Linked DNA regions of Mus musculus: region 1 is linked to region 2. A link is a contact called in public promoter capture Hi-C data. All regions are on one chromosome and are shown on one strand. Each heading gives the region's core, a stretch centred on a gene start, on an enhancer-like site or on the middle of the called end of the contact. The rest is flanking DNA. Distances are from core to core; before and after follow the strand shown.

Evidence for each region. Promoter capture Hi-C pulls out the DNA fragments that hold promoters and counts their contacts.
Region 1: a promoter capture Hi-C map of pre-B cells shows a contact between it and region 2, with 3 times the contacts expected there. The contact joins the promoter of Cdkl3 here to the promoter of Col23a1 in region 2. A contact is called at or near these places in 2 of 39 promoter capture datasets (liver and pre-B cells) and 1 of 9 other capture datasets (liver).

Annotation. Positions count from the first base shown.
Region 1 is chr11:52,002,164-52,009,621 of GRCm38.p6, reverse strand. It overlaps Cdkl3 (cyclin-dependent kinase-like 3), which reads right to left and starts at 5,401. Exons shown (of 14, transcript NM_001166654.1): 1 at 5,112-5,401; 2 at 4,530-4,709. The coding sequence starts at 4,694. It also overlaps a transcript of Ube2b not described here.
Region 2 is chr11:51,287,734-51,294,598 of GRCm38.p6, reverse strand. It overlaps Col23a1 (collagen, type XXIII, alpha 1), which reads right to left and starts at 4,679. Exons shown (of 29, transcript NM_153393.2): 1 at 4,212-4,679. The coding sequence starts at 4,472.

The DNA of each region.
Region 1 (7,458 bases), core at 4,152-6,651, 710 kb before region 2:
TGCCCTTGTAGGGGACCTGAAATCAGTTTCCAGCACTCATACTAGGTGCCTCTGGGGAATTCAGTATTGTCTCCTGGCTTCCTGTCTGCTCTGCATGTATGTCTGTGCACATGTGCATTCCTGGTGCCCAGCCTTGGAACTGGAGTTACAAATGGTTGTGAGCTACCATTTGGGTGCTGGGAATAGCATCCAGGTCTCCTGCAAGAACACGTGTTCCTAACATGCAAGCCATAGCCAGGCATAAAGGCGGTGGTGGCGCACGCCTTTAATTCCAGCACTTGGGAGGCAGAGGCAGGCGGATATCTGAGTTCGAGCCAGCCTGGTCTACAGAGTGAGTTCCAGGACAGCCAGGGCTATACAGAGAAACCCTGTCTCAAAACAAAAACACAAACACAAACAAACAAACAACGCCCAAGCCATATCTCCAGCCCTTGGTCTTTAAAGACAAAACAGCTGAGGCAGTAGAGAGCCAGGGGTGGTAACACTCCAGTCCAGAGATTGTGAGGCGGAGCTCTGAGTTTGAGGCAAGCCTGGTCAACAAAATGAGTTTCCAGGACAGTCAGGGATACACAGAGAAACAGCAGAAACGTTCATTTTAAATGTACTAGATAAATCTTTAAAACAGTGTACTTCATTATCTTTTTTGCTATTACTAGACAACATTTCCATAAATATTCTCACTGCTCTATTGGTTGTTTAATGAGATTCTAAAATTTAGTTAAAATTGAGTTCTTTGGACAATCATTTTAGGTTAAGAATATTAACAAGTGTAAGAAACCTCTCACTAGACTATGTTAAATTGAATAGTAGTGGTGGCGGCACATGCCTGAACCCCAGAACTCCAGAAGCTGAGGCAGAATGAGGAAGAGTTTGATCTAGCCTGGGCTACACAGTGAGTTTAAGGCTAGTCTAGACTATGCAGTAACACTTTGTGTAAAGAAAAGGAAGGGGCCTGGAGAGACGAAGCAGCAGCTAAGAGCACTGGCTGCTCTTCCAGAGGACTCTGGCTTTTTTACATTTATTGGCTATTCTGTGTGTGAAATCCACTATTTTACTTGCATGGATGTCCATACACCAGGTTCATGTCTGATGCCCAGGGAAGTCGGAAGAGAAAATCAGATTTCACCCTATCTATGGGTTCTAGGAATCAAATCCAGGTGCAGACTAGCCTTAAACTCACTGTGTGTTGTGAAAGAGCAACAAATGCTCTTAACTCTAAGTCAATGCTCTAGTCCCTAGGGCTCTGGTCTAAACCAGGCTCACAGCCATCTGCAGCTCTAGTTCCAGGGAATGAGACATCTTCTGTCCTCTTCTGTCCTCCGTGGGCACTCATGAACATGGTACAAAGACATACATGCAGGCAAAGCACCCACACACATAAAGTGAAATTATTTTAAGTTTAAAACTCTTTTAAAGGAAGAAAGGTAGGGAGAGACGGGAAGCAGCTGAGCCAGGCCAGTCAGTCAGAGGAGTTTAAATTGTCTTGCTAATGGTGTCACATGGCTTTAATCCCAGCACTCAAGAGGCAGAGGCAGGTAGATTTCTCTCTGTAAATTAGTAGTCTGTTCTACAAAAGAAGTTCCAAGGCAGCTAGGGCTACATAGTGAGACTCTCTCTTATAAAACAAACAACAACAAAGGAAATAAAGTGTCTTAAAATAATTTGCATATGTCAGACATGGCAAATATGTGCATTTGAGGGCAGCCTAGTCTACATAGCAAATTCCAAAACATCCAGGGATACATAGTGAGACCCTGTCTCAAGTTATTTGTGTGCATTTATAACAATAAAATGTTTTCAGGCTTATCTCAGGGTTCCTGTCACTCTCGGTTACTTTTTTCTTTTTTTTAAAGATTTATTTATTATTATAACTAGTTGCACTGTAGCTGTCTTGAGATGCACCAGAAGAGGGCATCAGAACTCATTCCGGGTGGTTGTGAGCCACCATGTGGTTGCTGGAATTTGAACTCAGGACCTTCGGAAGAGCAGTCAGTGCTTTTACCCGCTGAGCCATCTCACCAGCCCCTCATGGTTACTTTTATAAACATTATTATGCAGGGGCTGGAACTGTTACTCAGCTGGTAGAGTGCTATCTAGCATGCACAAAGCATGGGGTTCGATCCCTAGCACCACATAAAACTGGGTGGCTCAAGGGGTACAGGCACTTGCTGTCAAGCCCGTCACCCTGAGTTCAGTCCGTGAGAGCCTTCCAATTTTAGCAAGCTACCCTTTGTCCTCTACCTGTGTGCTGTTGATGTGTATGAACACACACAATAAATGTATTTTAAAAATTAAGACATAGCAGGCATGGTGCTGCACGTAATCTCACTGCTAGAGAGGTGGAGGCAGGATACCCAGTTTACCTAGACTCTGGTCTCAAGGCAAGAAACCTTAATGCCCCTAGATTCCAGTGACTAGAAAATTTGTATTTGGAGGCTTCTTCCCCTTAGTTCCAGTCTCTAGCTATGGACTCCTCTAGGCTACTAATTATCTCCTAATTCTATTTCTCACTTAAGGAGCACAAATGACCCGACAGTGCTGATTCATTTCATAAGGCAGGGACTGATGTCTCTCATAGTACAAAATTACCTTTATTAGCTTTTAATCTTTCCTTCATACAGTCTAGAATAGAGCAGTTCTGACTGTCTACAGGTGCTAGTATAGTGTTCTAGTTAGAAGCAAATTGACTTATATTATCTAATAGAGATTAAAAAGGAAAATGCTTCTTTTGTACCAGATGAAGATGGCAGGAATAGCTATGATCTTCATCACATATAAAACACCTAGACTTCAGTCTCAAGGTAAGAAACTAATGTCCCTACATTCCAGGGACTAGAAAATTATATTTTATTAGCAGTGGTCTGTAGAATGTATTAGGTTGAAAACTAAGGGGGTCTGGTAAGAACCTAACTCAGGAATGCTGCTAGTATCATGAGGCCATTTTTTAGAATTCAGCAGTGTAAACAGATACAAAGTTAAAATGATAGACTGCAGATAACATAGGAGAGAGTGTAGAAGCAAATAGAAAAGAGTCGGGTTTTGTTTGGTTTGTTTCAGTCTCTAGCTCTGGACTCTCCTAGGAACGTGCATGTTCTTTTGACTGCCTCAGCTCTTTGGTCTGGTAGACCCAGCACCCCTGCAGTGCCTGGAGCTCCCCGATACGATACTGTTGCTGCTTGTAAAAGCTTAATAGCCTTCAGTTACAGATCCCTGTCACCTCCAAGTCAACATTTCCACAACTGAGCTAGTTCTCAACCTCTCTTCCAACTCACATCAACTGCAGTGTTCTCTGGACTTCAGGGCATCTCTGACTCTTTAACGGCCTCATGATACTAGCAAGCCCCCAAACCAAGTTTTGACTTCTTAGACTAAAACACTTTCTGTTTCCAATTTACTACACTTTAATCACACTTCTTTCTAATTCTATACAGGAAACTCATAGAGCAAGTATCTGCTCTTCTTCTTCCCATTCTTGCTGTCCTGTTTTAGTCTTTCTGACCTTACTGCTGTTCCCCTAACCTGGAAGTATCTCCATCCTATCCCACTGCTGTACATCATTCAAGGACAAGTACATACCCTATTTTCTGTTTAAAACAAAACAAAACAAACCAACCAAACAAACAAAATCCTTCCCCATCAAACGGGAATTGGTGGGATTTAATATTAACCATTAAATAAACAACAAATGAACAAAAAAGCCTGTGTGGGTATGTGATTGTATGCACATGCCTGCAGGTGTCTCTGGAAACCAGAAGTAGGTACAGGATCCCTGGGAGCTGGAGTTACAGGCAGTTGTGAACCTGCTGATGTGGGGTGCTAGGAAATGACTCTAGTCTAGGAAGTGCTTTTAACCACAGAGCCATCTCTCTGGCTCAGCGTGAACCACTCTTATTCAGGGTTATTTTACTATACCCTCCTGCATAGTTATGCCACTAAGGAACATTTTTTTTTTCTTCAAGACAGGTTTTCTTTGTTTAACAGCCTTGGCTGTCCTAGAACTCACTCTGCAGACCAAGCTGGCCTTAATCTCAGAGATCTACCTGTCTCTGACTCTCCAGTACTGGAATTAAAGGTTTGCACCCCAATACCTGGCAAAAAAAATTTTTTTTCCTTCTTCCTACTCTCATCGTTTTCCACAATCCCTTGTACAAAGCAGACATCCTTACTAAGTATTATACTTGAATAGTTTTGAATGATTTTACAATACTAGCATAATTGTTATACACAAGCACACAATCTTATATCAATAAAAAAGTACAGATTGTAGACAATGAGGGTTTCTCTATGACAGGTCTTAGTTTATCTGTTAATGGAAACATTCTTTCATATATTTTATTTTTATCCCATAACAATTTCTCTTTTGACTTAAATAATCAAGGAAAAAGAAGATGGGTGTTTCAATGTAGGCCTGTAAATCTTAGCCCTGGAAAAAAATAAAGCATTTCAAGACAGCCTGGGCTGCATAGCAAGATAGGTCCCAATGGGAAAACAAGAAAAAATATATATAATAAAAGGCAAAAGAAGCAAACCTTTAGAAACTTTATTTCTCTCGTTGCAATTTTGTTGACAGATTTTTCTGGTTTCTCATAGAAAATCTTAATGGCCACTATTCGCCCAGTGTCCTTATGTTTGCATTTCATGACCGTTCCATAACTTCCCTCTCCCACTTTTCCAAGGGTTTCATACATCTCCATTTTCAAGCCTGGCTTCTACTTCACAGAAATAAAGAAAGAAAACGTTAAACGTTCACACTTTCAATTATACAAGCTCTATAATGCTTAGAGATAATCCCCTACTTTCGGATATAAGAACAAAAACTAGGAGTGCCGGCTACAGCAGAGCCTGCTCGAGGGAACTCTTAAATTGTCTAAGAAGCTCCAACTTTCACCAGAACGCAGGATGTCCTTCATTAATCTAGCATTTTGTGTAGACCGGGATTGAGAAATAAAAGAGGTCTGATATGCGTTTAACTCAGGCATCCTTTTAGAATACGGGATTTACAATTTGAGGTCCCCTTTCAGGAACAATGGAAGCCAAACTAAAAAGTCCCGCTAACAACACTGCGGGTCCCTTGTTAGGAGCCACGGTCCACCAAGCGTGGGGACTCCCACCTCAGCACTAGTCACCCATACGTCCTGCCCTCTCCTCAAACACGCAGTCTGTGCAGCCCCAACCCGAGTGGCCCGTCTCGCCGCGCTGTCGACCTCGTCCTGAGAACCACCGCCGCCTCAGCCCATCCTGTAGTCCCGCCGGCCCGGCTGCGTGCAAGTCCCAGCCGGCCCGGGACACCACACCTCCTCTCCTGGCCGACCTTGCCGGCTCGGGGCAGCCGGACGCCCTGGCAACGGGGTGAGGGCGGGGCACTGCCGCGTTCCGAGCACAGTACGCAAGACTGGAAATTGCTGAGGTCCTGACCCGGAAGGGAAAGTGACACGAAGCGGAAGATAGACCCAAGGGGAAGGGGGAGGGACGTAGGAGGCCCGCGTGCTTGCAGGTGGGGGTGGGGGTGGGGGGTGGGGATGAGGGAGAGCGGGGCATTTTATAGCAGAATGAACGCCTGGAGGCTTTCGCCCGGCAAGAGAGCGTTTTGTCACCTGGGTGGTTACTGGTCCCTTACTTGTGCCCGGTTCTAGGAGGTTGACGGAGATAATTGGATCTACGGAACACTTATGGGGCTACAGTTTGCCAGTGCTTCGTTACTATTCCATGCAACCGATTTCGACCTCAAAGTCGACATAATCCTTAAACCGGGGACAAGATCGTTTTTGGATAGAGGGCTTAGCTCGGTAGTAAGCCACATACTCAGCGTTCACTACTCCTCTGACTTATTTCTAACACCATTTCTGTACACATTTTCAGTTTCCCAATTACTACTGCTTTCTACCTACTAGTGATCCCTTTTTGTTTTGAGACAAGGGCTACTATATAGCTCCGGGTAGCCTGGGACTCACAATGTATACTTCCAGGCTGGCCTCAAACTCCCAAGATTATCTGCCTGCTTAGAGTGCTGTGCTGAGTGCCATCATATCCAGCCCTAGCAGTACTTTTAAAGTTTTCTCATGACGTGTGAAACGCAAAACTTTTTAGGAAAACAAAATAATTCACCGGACTCTGCCACAGGCTGAGTAAGTACAAGGACGCCTAGGGATGTACTTTTAAATAGCCCGCAGAGCTTTTAAAAGGGCTCCATTTTTACAGATCTTGATTTAACTGTAATAGCAAAAGTAGGTCATCGAGATGGCTCAGTAGGAAAAGGCTACGAAGCCCAAAGTGTAGAGTTCAATTTCTTGGACCTACGTGGTGGAAAATGAACCAACTCCTCCAAGTTGTCTTGTGACCTATACACACAAATGAATGTGCACAACGAGTGTGCTGAGTAGTGTAAAAAAGAAACTAGTTTGCTTTTTTAAAAACAAAAACAAAAAACAGTTTAGGGCTGGAGAGATGGCTCAGCGGTTAGGATTACTGACTACTACTCCAGAGGTCCTGAATTCAGTTCCCAGCAACCACATGGTTACTCACAAGCATCTGTAATGGGATCTGATGCCCTCTTCTGGTGTGTCTGAAGACAGCTACAGTGTATTTGTAAAAAAAAAAAAAAAAAAAAAAAATCTTAAAAAACAACAAACAAACAAAAAACAGCCGGGCGTGGTAGCTCACGCCTTTAATCCCAGCACTTGGGAGGCAGAGGCAGGCGAGTTCCAGGACGGCCAGGGCTACACAGAGAAACAGTTTAGACGCATTTCCATTTTTGCAATTTTGCTACTAACTGCTAGAGCCTGGCTTTGGAGCTTGAGAGTTAGGAGGGCTGGGCACTTGGCTTGGATTTTTCTTTTTCCTATAAATAAGAATGTTGTGAGACCTGCTATATGTTTACTTAAGATTTGTTATGAACTAAATATTTGCAAGGAGCAAAGCATGAATTAGTGAGCCCCTGTCATCACAAACTAACTCCTAACCCCAGCACTCAGGAGAGAGGAAGTCAGAACTATGTGAGATTGGGGCCAGCCTGGTCTACATAGCAAGTTACCCTGTTTTAATAAGTGAAATTATAGTTCTAAGACTGCGGTTGTAGGTTTCCAGCAAGCCACCTGGCCATGAAATTGTGTGAATTTTGTTAACATTCTGCTCTCTATATTTTTGGGAAGCATTCAATTTATCAAAACATTTCATTTTGGATATTAAAAACTATCCCGTCCATTTTTTAAAGTAATAAATTGCTAGATAAGCAACAGAATGAGATTTTTAAAAAGCGTCTGCCATTTCACTCTATGTATTTCTTGATCATGAGGAAGATTAACATTGGTATGGCTGGACGGAAATTTAAAAAAGCCCAGGCACTTGTTACCGGCCCAGGGGATTTAAAAAGCCTGTTTTCCCCCAAGACAAGGTCTCTCCCAACTCTAGGTGCGGTGGAATTTGCAGACCTCTAGTCCCCTGTCTACCCAGTGCTGGAGT
Region 2 (6,865 bases), core at 3,430-5,929:
AAAGCAGAAAGAGAAAGTAAGTGTGCCAGGAAGTAATTGGAAGGAAACTTCTTTGGGGGTGGGGGTTAGGAGCCAGGAAATGTCAAGGAAACAAATCAGAGCTGATTTATACTTCAATTCCAGGCATCTGTATTAACAGAGACCCCCACAGAGAAGCCCCGACAAGCTGGCTACCAGAGAGGCTGAGAAAGTCACACTGGATTCTGCATTTGACAGTAATGCAACCAGTATACATAGGAAAGAGAGAACTTGAGTTTTATCCAACTCTCTGGGCTTTCCTTGTTTTCAAACTGATTGGTCCAGACAATAGAAGGCCAAGAGCCAACAATAAATCCATTCTAAGCTGGAAAGGGCCTCCTCTGAACACAACCAAATATTGCTTTAATCCTTTGCATTAAGTTTCTCACTGCAGTATGAAAGCTATGCATTCTGAATTCTCAGCTTCTGCAACACTGTAGCTGGAGGTGTAATTGCAGAGCGGATGATTAATTGGGCAGTTACTTAAGGCACCTTTCAAAGCAGAATAGGAGATGTTTGGTTTCACATGAATATTTTTAGATCCTACTAAAGATACTGCCTTTAATGGCTCTTGCTTAGAAATCTTGTTTTGATATTCTGAAAGTCACTTCTTTCCCATATGTACTGCTAGAAGGGGTCCTTCGATAATCAGGAGAGAACATGAATATTTCTTCTGTATCTATGTTATCAGGCACATCAGCCAGCCCCCAGAAAAACTGATGTCATGGTTCTGTTCCCAAGGGAACAAGGACAGAGGGTCCCCTATAAACAGTGGCTTTTGTTGACTCTTTTTTTTTTCCCCTGACGTTGAACTTGTGTGTGGTTGGCAAGAACTTCTTTTTTAAAAATTTGGACATGGTTTCTGCCTCGGATCCTCTGCATGCGACTTTATTGGATAAAGAGCAAGCGGTGGACACTGGTATATGCACAGCTATTCCAGTGGTGACTTTAAAAGGGGCTTCCCAGGGAACAAAGCAAGCTGGGAAACACGCCGAGTGAAGGGATCCTTTTCTAAAGAGATGTTCAGTTTGGTAAGGATTTATCCCCCCCTTACTAAGGGTTAGAGAACTATACACACCTCGGTCAAGCCGGCTGGGGGCTCCTCATAAAGTGCCTCTCACACATCTCTTGTCTTGATCAGTGTGTGCACTTCTCATCCAGAAACACTGAACAAGCAGCAGGAACCAAATGGCATCCAGGGAGAGTGTGGCCCTGTCACTAGGGATATAGACACCCCCCCTCTCAGCAGGCAGGCAAACAACCTTGAAGTGTTGGTACTGGGTCATCTCTGACTCAGGAAGGGAGAGGAGTCAGTCTATACTCCCATCCCACAGTCTACACTCCCATCACACAGTCTATACTTCCAGCCCACAGTCTATACTCTCAGCCCACAGTCTACCCATGCAGTTCACAGTCTACACTCCCATCCCACAGTCTACACCCCCATCACACAGTCTACACTCCCACTCCACAGTCTATACTCCCATCCCACAGTCTACACTCCCATCCCACAGTCTATACTCCCAGCCCACAGTCTACACATGCAGTCCACAGTCTACACCCCCATCCCACAGTCTACACTCCCACTCCACAGTCTACACTCCCAGCCCACAGTCTACACATGCAGTCCACAGTCTACACTCCCAGCCCACAGTCTACACTCCTCTGATCCTACAATCTATTCTCCAAGCACAAAGTGTCTCTGACATGGATGCACAGCCCCAACACAATGTGATGAAGGGCAGAGCAGATTCTCAATGCATAGATGCAGTAGGTGTCAGGATCTGACTTTTCTTTTCTCCTTTTGCCTTTAAAGTCAAGAGTAGGAAGACAGCAGCGAGTTCAAGGCTAGCTAGGCTACGTAACAAGAAAGACTGCCTCAGTGAAGGGGGAAAAAGGATGATGTCGGGCACGGTGATGCATACTTATACTCTCAGCACTCTGGAGACAGAGACATGGGGAGTTCTGCAAATTTGAGGCCAGCCTGGGCTACATAGTGAGTCCCAGACAAGTCAGCCGACACTATGTAGAGCAAGACTGTACCTCAAAAATAATTATTTCAAGAAAAAGAAGGGTGAAAGCAAGCAAGAAAGGGATAAACAGGAGAAGGGGGAGAAGAAAAAGAATGAAGAGGAAGAAGAGGAAGAGGAAGGAGGAAGATGTGGAAAGAGGAGAGAGGAAGTGAAGGAGGAAGAGGGGGAAGAACAGGAGGAAGGGGAAGAGACCATTAGACTATAGAAAACCAAGACCTGCGCTAGAGGTCTAGTTCAGTAGCAGGGTGCAAGGCCCCAGGCCTATCTATCTATCTATCTATCTATCTATCTATCTATCTATCTATCTATCTATCTATCTACCTATCTATCAATCAAGCTATTAGCAATCCTGGGGGTTGGGGAGGGGTATGGCTGCTTCCTCAGAGATCTATCTCTATTAGTAAGCACATAGCCTGTGAGCTCCTCAAAGGTCTTTCAGGGATTTTTGGTTTTCTGGTCATGGCTTGTGGTTTATTCTTCCCAATAGAAGTGGCAGTGGGTTGGGGTATTCACAGTTCAGCTGCTGACCTTTAGGGAGCTGACAAAGGATAGTGGGTGGCAATTTATAAAGTCATAAGTTGCTGGCAGGGCTTGGGGCAGAGTTCTCCCTTCTGCGGGCACTTTAAAGAAGGGAGAGGAAATCATTCAGAAAGCAGCGATTTTGCCCGGAACCAAGGAGGAGAGGTAATGTTGGCTTTATCTTAAAGTGACTTAGGAGCTGTGGGAAACAGGAAAGTTAGGTCTAGACTTCTTCCATTCCCTTTGAAATCCCAAATCCACTCCACCTTGGGTACACAGCTCAATATCTGATGTCAGGAGTCTAACCCAAGGACTTGCATAATCTAAGTCAGCCTTCTCCCTGAGCTGTGCCCCTAGCATTGCACAGCTCAGTAAAGTAGCAAAGACCATAGCAGGGCACAGCTTAGGGAACAGGTGGTAGATAGTACACCTGCCCCCTGCTTCCTCTCCCACAAGCAAGGTTCATTTTCTACTGTCCTTAGGATTGACTCCCCACCCCCACCCCCGCCTTTAGATCTGGGGCAACCACCTCCTCTAGGAGGAGGTGAACCATTCCTATAAGGGAGGCAGAGCTGAGAGAAACTGTAGTGTGCGGGTGTATGCCACAGTTCTACAGGCAAGAGGCTTGCTGTACCGAGGGTAGAGGTTCTGGCCAGGTATTGTCAGATGGAGTATCAGTAGACAGAAGATCAGAAGTCCAGGCATACAATGGCCATCTTCTTTTGTTTTTGTTGTTTGTTTTGATTTCTTGAGACAGGGTCTTCCTCTGGCTGTCCTGGACAGGATGACCTCAAACTCAGAGATCCTCATGCCTCTGCCTCCAAAGTGCTGGGATTAAAGGCGCTCATCAATATGCCCAATGGTTGGCATTTATTTATTTATTTATTTATTTATTTATTTATTTATTTATTTTCGTTCTGAAGCCCAGGCTGGACCTGCATCTCAACTATATAGTTTAAGCCAGCCCCCAACTTGTAGAGAGATTCACACAATTCAGCCTCCTAAATTCTGGAATTACAGATGCCACCAGGGCAGGCTCAAAACAGGAGTCTTAACCCTCGGAAAACAAACCTAAGACGCTTTGGGGGTGGCCTGTAGAGATCACCACCCAGCCAAACGCGCACAGAGGCAGCTAGCTCAGCTGTGTCCTAGTCTTCGATGCACAGTTTTAGTGGGCCAGCTAAGGAACACAGCACATCTAGGCCAGAGCCGCTCCCAACCTAACCTTCCCGGACACAGAGGAAGGGCTGGCCTGAGCCTTGAGGTGGTCCGGACTGTTTCAGGCAGACTAGCCGTGGGAACGCAAGAGCCTCATTAGTATCTCCAGCGCTGGAGAGCAGGCAGAGGCTGTGGGTCTGAGCACACACTTCAGTAGAGACTCCGCACTCAGGACTGTTGTTACCCCAAGGTCTTTCTTTACCATAGCCCCTTAGTGTTACCTAAACAGCCCTTTAAGTTGTTTTTCCTGCAGAAGCAAGTCCCGGCACAGAAGCTGGACAGCAGGACCCTTCCCCACCAGCGACCCCAGTGCAATCCACTAGGTGAGTCCTGCTCCTGAAGGTGACGATCAACGCCGCCCCCGCAGCCCTACACCCCCTCGTGAAGCGGGACATCCCCCGGCCGGCGATCGCGCGCCCTCACCTCCCGTAACAGGCGCTCCAGGTGCGTTTCGGCCCAGGCGGCCAGGGCTCCGGACGGCCCCGCATGCCGCAACAGCTCGCGCTCCTGCTCCAGCGCCGCCACTCGGCCATGCAGGGCGGCCGCCTGGGCTCCCAACAGGAGACAGGCGGCCGCAGAGCCCACCGACAGCAGCAGGCACAGCGCGCTCAGCGCCCGCGACCCGCAGCCCGCTCCGGGGTCCTGCGCGCCTCCTCCGCCCGCCGCGCGCTCGCCCGCGCCCATGGCGACCCGCCGGCTCTGCGTCGGCGCTGCGGCCCGGGGCGGCTCCAGGTCGGCGGCTGCGGGGCTCCGCGTCCGGGTGGCCGCGGATCGCGCACGCCCCCCTAGCCGCCCGCTCAGACTCAGCGGCCACTGCGGGCAGTTCCTTCTATGCAAATAGACCCCGCCAGAAAAGGCGCGGGGACCCACCCAGGGGAGGAGCGGCCGGACGGGGAGGGCGGGGGTGGTGGTGGGGGCCTGGCGCTCATCAGCTCCTCGCAGTCCGGGCCCTCGCCTAGCGGGTCCCGGAGCGCGAGCCTCTGTACCCCGCCGGTGCCACCCGAGGCACCCTATGCGGCCGGGCTCGGCTCTGTCGCAGGCCGCCTGAGGTTGAGGCACTCACTGTTCGAGCCTTGGGAGTGTTCCCCAAGCTTGTAGATTGACCTTTCTGACACTTGCAAAGCAAAACTTGGAACTCTGTGGGAAAGTTAGAGGTTCTTTCTAGACGGTAGCTGAGCGCCGCTTGGTGGCCAAAAGCGACCCCTGCGGGTGTGCGCAGGAAGACTTGGTAACCGAGAATCAAAGAGAAAGAGAAACAAAGGAAGGAAAGAGGAAAACTAGTGAGAGGAATGTGGAAGGAAAGAGAGAAATAAGGAGAATAAGAGACAAGGAAGGAGGCAAACTAGGCACCTCTTATAGTCAATGTTCACCATAGCAACTCAGGCATGGACACTAGACAAAAAAGCTCATACTTCTTTCCTGAACCAGAGGGAGCAGTTAGTTCAGGAAGCAGACAAAAAACAAATGGGAAAAGTGTCTAAAACTTGGTATACCTTGAATTCTGCAGGGACAGACTTAGCCCAAACCCAAATCTGGAATGCATCATACTGACTTGTCTTAACCACAGTTACATTAGGACACCAATCGGGCCCAAAGAGAAAGCCATCCACTTACAGGGATGGCCAGAGAGGCTGAAGTTGGAATCCAGGTTTTAGCTGCCAGGGCCCCCACAAGGCATATTTATACCTCAAAACTGGTCTCAAGTAACTGTCACATTAACTCCTGGGACACCCTTTCGAGAAGAGTCAGTCCTGAGTTTGGAGCCTGGTAAGGGGCACACGTGATGGAGTGGGTTTTAGATAATTTTCCACCTTCCCTTCTGACTCTCCTGTGGCTGTCTTCTTAATTTCTGTGGCTGCATTATCCATTCTGTATTCTTAAAGCCTGTTGAGACCCAGCAACACTCCTACTCCCCTAATTAAAAGGGAAATCACCCAGCTGGCAAGACCCTCTGAACTAAAACTTCCTGGGGTTGGAGGCTGTGGCCTCAGGTAAAGTGGAGTTTCTGGTAGTGGTTATAAAGTCTTGGCCCTGTGTGAAAACTGTGCCTGTGCCCAACAAATATTCTGAAAACCTCTTGCCAAGCAAACCTGACAGTCTACTGAAGTCTCTGAAAAGACGCCAACACCGTATTACAAGTTAGCACCCATTCTCACTACCCATTACCTACCAGTGTTAGTGTTAATGGGTACTGTTTCATTCTAGAAGCGTCTGTGTATTGAACAGGGCGATTGCTCCCTGGGTCTTTATTCTTGTCAGATACCTATGTGGATTAGCCTTCCTCCCAGACTGTGAAGAGCAAGCGCCTAATCCTGAAGTCAAGGTTTCCAGAGCCTGTCCCAGACTGCCCAATCTGAGGTGGCCTCGTTCTCAGTCCCCTTCATGATTAATCAGGAGATGGGGACATCTGTCCTAGTTACCTTTTAACTGTATCCTCTTGTTTCAGGCACCGCTGTCTTCTTACAGAACACTATCTGGCCTATAGCCGACGTTCAATAAACACTGGGTAAGTGAATCGAGATGAGAAATATGTTTACCATCTGCAGTTCTCAGTTGGAAAGGCAGGAAAGAAAACACTCAGTTACTTGTCAATTGGGGTCCTAGAAGGAAAGGCGGCATCCTCAGAACAGGTGATTGAAGCCAGCTTGATGGTAGACAGACTTCATGGTGGCAAGGAGGGAAACCAGCAGGAGGTAGGGGGTTGGGGGTGGCGAGCACCCTCTGGCTCACAGTAGTAGGAAGCCCTTATCCCTAGCTGAACTAGTGAGAGAAGCCTGCTGGGCAGCCTGTGGAAAGTCAGGTACTATAAGAAGTCTGCTCACCAGGAGCTGTGACCTTTGGTTGCTGAGATCCAGCCTCAGCAAACCACGGCTTGGTGGGGGAAGGGGTTGGGAGAAGAAATTCTCTCTCTTGCTGATGACCTCCACTGGCTGAACCTACAGGTCAGGAGCTCAGGAATCAAACTGTAGAAGGCAGCCCCACAAAAAGCAGACAGAGGGCAGATATGCACCCCACCTACCATGCATTCAGCTGAGCACCAACCTATCAGATATATATTCTTACCCCTCTATGCACTC